Linked DNA regions of Mustela erminea: region 2 is linked to region 1. A link is a contact called in public Hi-C data. All regions are on one chromosome and are shown on one strand. The core of a region is the stretch at or near the end of the contact, and the rest is flanking DNA. Distances in the headings are between cores, read along the strand shown.

Region 1 (3,157 bases), core at 186-2,685:
TGCTATCCCTGGGAACTTCAAGATGCTTACACTTGGCTTTTTTTTTTAAGACCAGACTCTAACAGCAGAGAATTTTAAGTAAGCCAAACGTGCCTAAGAGTCACTAAACAAAAATGTCTTAACAGTGCTGATTTGGGAGTCAGGCAGCCTGGGTTTCGGTAGTGCATCAAAACTCCATTCTAAACCTTAGGGGATCTGTTTTCACATTCAACACATTTGGATTAGAGCTTTATGAATTAGAAGTATTTAAATCGGCATTAGAGTAGCAGGGAGGAATTTCAGTTATCTCTCAGGATGAACTCCACTAATGACTCGATCAGCTTTCAAAGTTGCAGTTAAGTCTACATTTTTTTCCACTTCCATTTTAATGAAATTATTTTGAGAGATTCCGTTTAAATTTTTACAACCGAGGTTTGATTCATTCACCGAGGTTTGATTCATATTACAGACGACAGCATCAACTACAGAGCTTTCTTTTGTTATCATTACTACCAGGCCGTTTCCTCAGGTCAAATTTTGTAAACCCAAATGTGGTCAAGATTTGATTTTTTAATCGATTTTTAGTAAAAAAAAGGAAAAAAAATTACTGTATAAAGGTTAACAGTAACTTTTAACGTTTACTGCTTCAAACGTTATCAATTTTATTAATAGTTTTTTCCATCCTGTTTTTTGTATCAGTACTGCAGTTTTCAACATGACCAAGATATATTATAGAGGTTTTTTTGGGAGGGGTGGGGTGGGTGGGAATAATTTCTACTATGGCTTTTTCAGGGTTGTAAATTTTATTCTGTTGAGACATCTGCTACTAAAATAATGAATAGGGCATTGGGGGTTTTTTCCCCCTTGGGGACCAAATTTATCAGTGGAGCAACAACACAAAGGCATAAGATAATTCCTGCTTCCCTCTTTCCGGTAAAACGATTCTCCAACAGTCTGTGGAGCGCAGAATCCTAATGCTGAAGACTTCATCAACTGCTCTCCGCTAAAACCGGGAGCCAAGACTAAACCGAGCCCGGCCAGGGATGCTTTTCTCTTCCTCTCCACTAGAGGCGATAGCCTCTCGCAAAACAAAATTGGGCTGGAACAGGCTGGTCTGAGGGAGTGGCCCAGAAAAAGATCAAAGGTTAAAAATCGCCTTAAACAAAGAGCAAAGGTCAAAACTCCCAAGGAAGCCAGAAGTTCCCATCCTCCACGAAGAATGAAGGTTACTCCTCCCTAACACGCTCTCGGGGCCCGAGGACGCGCGGCCTTTCAGAGACCAGGCGGGTCGGACGTGACTAACAGGTAGCTGGATCCAAACAGCCAACAACCGGAAGTGGAAGTGAGCCCCGGGGGGGGGGGGGGAGAAGAGGCCACCTCACGCCTGCGCAATCAGCAGGTTTGAAGTACGCATGCGTGTTTGGGCGGTGACGGGGTGACGCTCGGAGCGTGGGCCGTGACTCTCACGGATCCGGTTCCGCCCTCCCTCTCGTTGCCGACCCTCCGGGTCTAGCGCCCGAGATCCCTTTCCCAGAGTGCTCTGCGCCGTGAAGAAGCGGCTCCCGGGGACTAGGGGCATTTTGTGTTGGCTGGAGCCGGAGTAACAAGATGGCGGCGTCGGCGGAGTGACAGGGGTCCCTCCGGGCGGGAGCCGGCGGCAGTGGTGGCAGCGGTATCGCCGCCCTAAACCACCGCGCCCCTTTTCCAGCCCGCGACGTCGCCGTAAAAGCGAGCCAGCGGCGGCCGCCCAGAAACAAGTGGCCCAGGCTGGTAACCGCGAGAACCCCCTCAAACAAACTGCGGCCTGGCGAAAAGAAGCCTGAGTGAGCGGCGGTGATCAGGTTCCCCTCGGCCAATTCTGGGCCTTGTAACGCCTTGAAAGAGCCACCGTTTTCCGTTTCCTGCCGCCCTCCTCCGCAGCCTTGTTCCGCGGACGAGCCCCAGAGGCCTCCGTCCCCCCCTCAGAGGTGTCGGGGCTTGGCCCCAGCCTCCATCTTCATCTCTCAGGATGGCGAGCAGCAGCGGCTCCAAGGCCGAATTCATTGTCGGAGGGAAATATAAACTGGTACGGAAGATCGGGTCTGGCTCCTTCGGGGACATTTACCTGGCGATCAACATTACCAACGGCGAGGTAATTACCCGGGGTGGGGTTCACGACCACGCTGCGCCAGTCCTCACCCCCCACCCCAACCCTCGAGTGCTCGGGCTTTTCCCCATCACACGCACGTACTGGGGAGGGGAGTCCAGAGAGAGGGAGCCAGTTTTCTTGGCTTTAGGAGCCTCCCCCGCTCTCTTTCCCTAAAAGGCAAAGAACCCGACAGAAGGGTTGGGAGAACCCATGAAGTTTCCCAGCTTGTTAAAAATGGATCTTAGTCGAACTTTTTAAGGTGTCGTTTAAGGTGAGATCGGCAAAATTGTATTTCTCTAATCCCCATGTTTCCCTACTGTATGGATTTATTTCATTGGGGTTCTTGATTTCGATCGTCAGTTTCCTTCAAAATCTCTCATTACGTTTTCTGGATGAATCATTTTTCTGCACCTTGGAGGACGTGCCGATTTCGTCACTACCCCCTGAAGAGGCCTTTGAGGCTAGTTGCCTCGTTTTATAATTACAAAGAGAGCTTTCTCTTCTGAGCCTCTTATTTTTTCTCCTAGTCTCGAGTTTGAGCTTTGCTAATGTCTCCCCTCCTCCCAAGTGACATTGAATCATTGAATCCTTAGGGATGTTGATGCCATCATCCCCTTTCTTCCCTGCAGGAAGTGGCAGTGAAGCTAGAATCTCAGAAGGCCAGGCATCCCCAGTTGCTGTACGAGAGCAAACTCTATAAGATTCTTCAAGGTGGGGTGGGCATCCCCCACATACGGTAAGAACTCGTGAGCACACAGGCGGTGCACTTAGGGAAGTAGGGCATGGGGGAAATGGGTAGAGGCAAGCAATAGCACCAGCTGAATCCGGGCCTTGTTATCTGAGTTCCCTGGGTTTACTAGCGCTGGTGGTTTCCTGAGAACCGAAAGACACCACAGTCACTGAGTCAATTTTTAGTTTGGCAACTTCGTTTAGAATTTCAGTTGGTTACACTCTGCTCCATGTAGCTTCCGTCATTCTTCTCGAGGCTTTCATTTGTAGTTAAGTATGCGGGTCATCTTTGATCTCTGCGCGGCAGGGTTGTCTGCTGCT
Region 2 (3,157 bases), core at 221-2,720, 170 kb after region 1:
AGAGGGAACAGTCAGTAGAAAGCTATGGGCAAGATGACTTTTACGTCCTAGACTTTCCAGGACAGCCCTGAACGCAGTTATTACAGCCTGGTTTCAGACTGTAAACGGTTCCACATTTCTGGTTCACAAAATATGGTCACCATAGATTTGGGGCAAATCACACAGGGTGAAATACCTCCTTCCTCCTCAACGAACAAACTACATTTATTCAACTGAAAGTAGGTCATAATACTCCCAAGGGCCAGTTTAAAGAGAAAACGGCCAAAGCCCAAGTCTGAAGCGGAGAGTTGAGGCTGAGCCCTTCAATTCCTTCTGCTCCAGAACTGGAGTGAGGGGAAATTATATCAGAAGCTAACTTTTTTCTTCTAGTCACGTCCCTACATCACAAACTGCCAAAAAGACTTTTAAGCCCGAAACCCAGAATTCAACAGAATTCAATCTCGCACCCAGGTGCTAGGGTAGGGTGCTAGGTCAAGTGTGTAAAGATAAAAAGGTGGCAAACAGTTTTGCGAGATTCCCGGATTCCCCGCAGCTTAATTTACACTTCAGAAGTCCAACCTTACTCACCCCACAGTTCACTCATTTTTATTCTTTCTGAGGAACACACAGTCAAACACGGAGTCGCCCTGAGGATAATTAACGTTGTTCACTTTTAATAAGAGCCGATTCTAGAGCCCTGAGTTTGGAAAAGTTACTGAACTTTCTTAAACCTCACTTTTCTCGATTGAACCGGAGAAAAAAAAGAACTACCCATAAAGTTCTACAGTCGGCATGATAAGTAAACAAAAAAAGGTGCCGCAGCCGATGGTGAAGAGCAGCAAATGCAACTTCACAGACTCAGGTGGAAGAGCCGTTTGGAGACCAAGTCGACCGCCCTCCTTTTACCGAGAGGTAAAGTGAAGCCGAGATAATGTGGAAGGGACTGGCCTAGGGTCACACAGGGAGTCGGCGGGGAGAATTCAATGTAACCGCAGACACCCCAGACGGAGGAAAAGGGGCCCGGAGATGTACATCCCCAATTCAGTCGATGCTCGGGGCTCAAGAGTTCCCACCTCCAAGGAACGTGATCTCGGCTCTTTCTTGGCCTGGCAAGGAAACGCAGCTGTGTGCCTCAGTTTCCTTATCTGCAAAATGGGGCCGTGAGTGCCGAATCGGACAGCTGAGAGGTCTGGTGAGTCATCTCGCGCCCTCCGGCCCACAACCGCCCTTCCAGCTTGCTTGTCTCGCACACTACCCTCAACCCGCGACCCGCGGCCTGCCTCGCTCACCTGCCTTCGGACGCGGCACTCGAGGCCAGAAGGCGTTGCACCAGCCGCCTGACCGCCCATACGGACCGCGCGGCCATATTCCCGATCTCGGCAGACGGAGGCAGCGCACGCGCAATTGCTCCAAATGACGAGATGCGCGAGATACCACGCTTCCCGGCAGCCTTCGCGGGCGCTCCCATTCCAGGACCCCGAACCTGTACGCCACACTTCCGGTTGTCCCTGGCGCGCGCGGTGCTCGTGCCTATCCGGTGTCCCCGACGAAATGCGACACTTCCGGTCCCCAGCGAGTTGGGTGCGCCGGGCGGGTTCCTGTGGCGGGAGTTAGGCTCCGCGAAATCCGCGGTCACCGGAGGGGATCGCAGCTGTACCCTCAAGTAGGTTACGTGAAATCGTAAACAATAAGTGAATGCAGACGCGACCTAAAGTCAAAATATGACCGGTGTTTAACGAGGGCCGCGGTGCCGCGGAAGCCTAGAATACGTTGTGGCCGAGTGTCGGCAGTTTTCCCAGAGGAGACAATTGACAGAAAGCTGAAGAATGAGTAGATGAAAGGAGGAGGAAGGTAGTTCAGGTAGAGGTAAACAGCATCTGCAAAATCCCAGTCAAGCGGGAGAGTGTATTTCGAGTAAGGCGCCGACCTATTGGAGGGAACGGGGGCCGGCAACACAACACAATGAGCGGAACGGGTCCCGCGAGGGGTCTGAGAAAACTTAAAGCCCGACTCCGCCATTACTTTTACCTGCTTTTTTGTTCCAGTTCCCTTGTTTTCTGACTTCGCTATTTTTTTTAAATGTGTATTTTCTCACTATGTGAGCTCCATTAGGGCAGAGATTAGTCGGTTATTGCCAATGAACGATGGAACAGTTTCCTAATGTAGTACCCCAATTTTTTGCTCCATGAACGTCTTACTGATTGCAATGCGAACATGTTACAAAACCTTTACATGTTTAACGGGTCGCTTTGACTCCTGCAAAGAGGCAGGGAGACAGGCTGTCGTACTAGTCCACGCAAGGGGAGGACTGTACTCTGTCCTGGAGATCCCTTGAAGATCTTTGTAACACCCTACCTAAAGTAGCTACTATTTTAGGTGTGTCCTGCAATTTCTGTTTCCATATTTGTATTTTGTTTTGTTTTCTTTTTGTTCTCCCAACTAGAGTTTGAGCAAGAGGGTGTCTGTCTTGTTCACAGTGGTTATTTCTGACATCTAGTACAGTAGGTAGGTATCCATAGTAGGTTCTCAACGAATATTTGTTGAATGAATTAATGGTTGATGTCAGTGGAGATAGGATGAAGTGGATGAATTGTAGAGAGATTTAGTGTGGAAATCTGTCAGGAAGTGAGGATAGATTGACGATTGGGGTTGAGGGCACTTGGAATTGCCAGACTAGTTCCTGGATCCTCCCTAAGGTCCTCTCTCTCTCTCTCTCTCTATATATATATATATATATTTTTTTTTTTTTTTTTTTTAAGAAATGGGAAGTGTGTTCTCATCATTCTAAATCTTCACTGTAGCATGGCTTACTTACACTGTAGCTATTTGGGTCAGGTTTTCTCTCTACTTGTCTGTGAGTTCCCTGAGGACAGAGCTGGAGACTTTTGCATCTTTTAATTCTATCCAAGGCCCAGTCCAAATGTGTTGAAACCAACACCTGATGTTTTCTTTTGGCCTCGGGAGAAGAGCAACATGGGTTAAGGAGGGATTATGATCCACTTTTACATATATGAAAAGTGAGGCCAGAGAGGTTGGTACATCTGCTCAGGGTCCCCCACTGAGGATTCAGGGACACCAGAAATCCCAATAGTCCCAACACTTGGCAGGGTCGGAAAGGATGGAGCTTCAAATCCCCCTAGACCCATGAGTCTATACCTTGAAAACAAAACAAACAAGG

What was found. Hi-C and Micro-C count contacts between places; a contact is called where the count stands out from the background.
Region 2: a contact with region 1 is called in a Hi-C map of fibroblasts, with 2.1 times the contacts expected there. The contact joins the promoter of GRPEL2 here to the promoter of CSNK1A1 in region 1. A contact is called at or near these places in 2 of 3 Hi-C or Micro-C datasets (fibroblasts and spleen).

What each region holds. Positions count from the first base shown.
Region 1 is chr3:123,257,977-123,261,133 of mMusErm1.Pri, forward strand. It overlaps CSNK1A1 (casein kinase I), which reads left to right and starts at 1,436. Exons shown (of 11, transcript XM_032337361.1): 1 at 1,436-2,110; 2 at 2,737-2,843. The coding sequence starts at 1,988.
Region 2 is chr3:123,429,226-123,432,382 of mMusErm1.Pri, forward strand. GRPEL2 (grpE protein homolog 2, mitochondrial) reads right to left here and starts at 1,471. Exons shown (of 4, transcript XM_032337380.1): 1 at 1,269-1,471. The coding sequence starts at 1,447.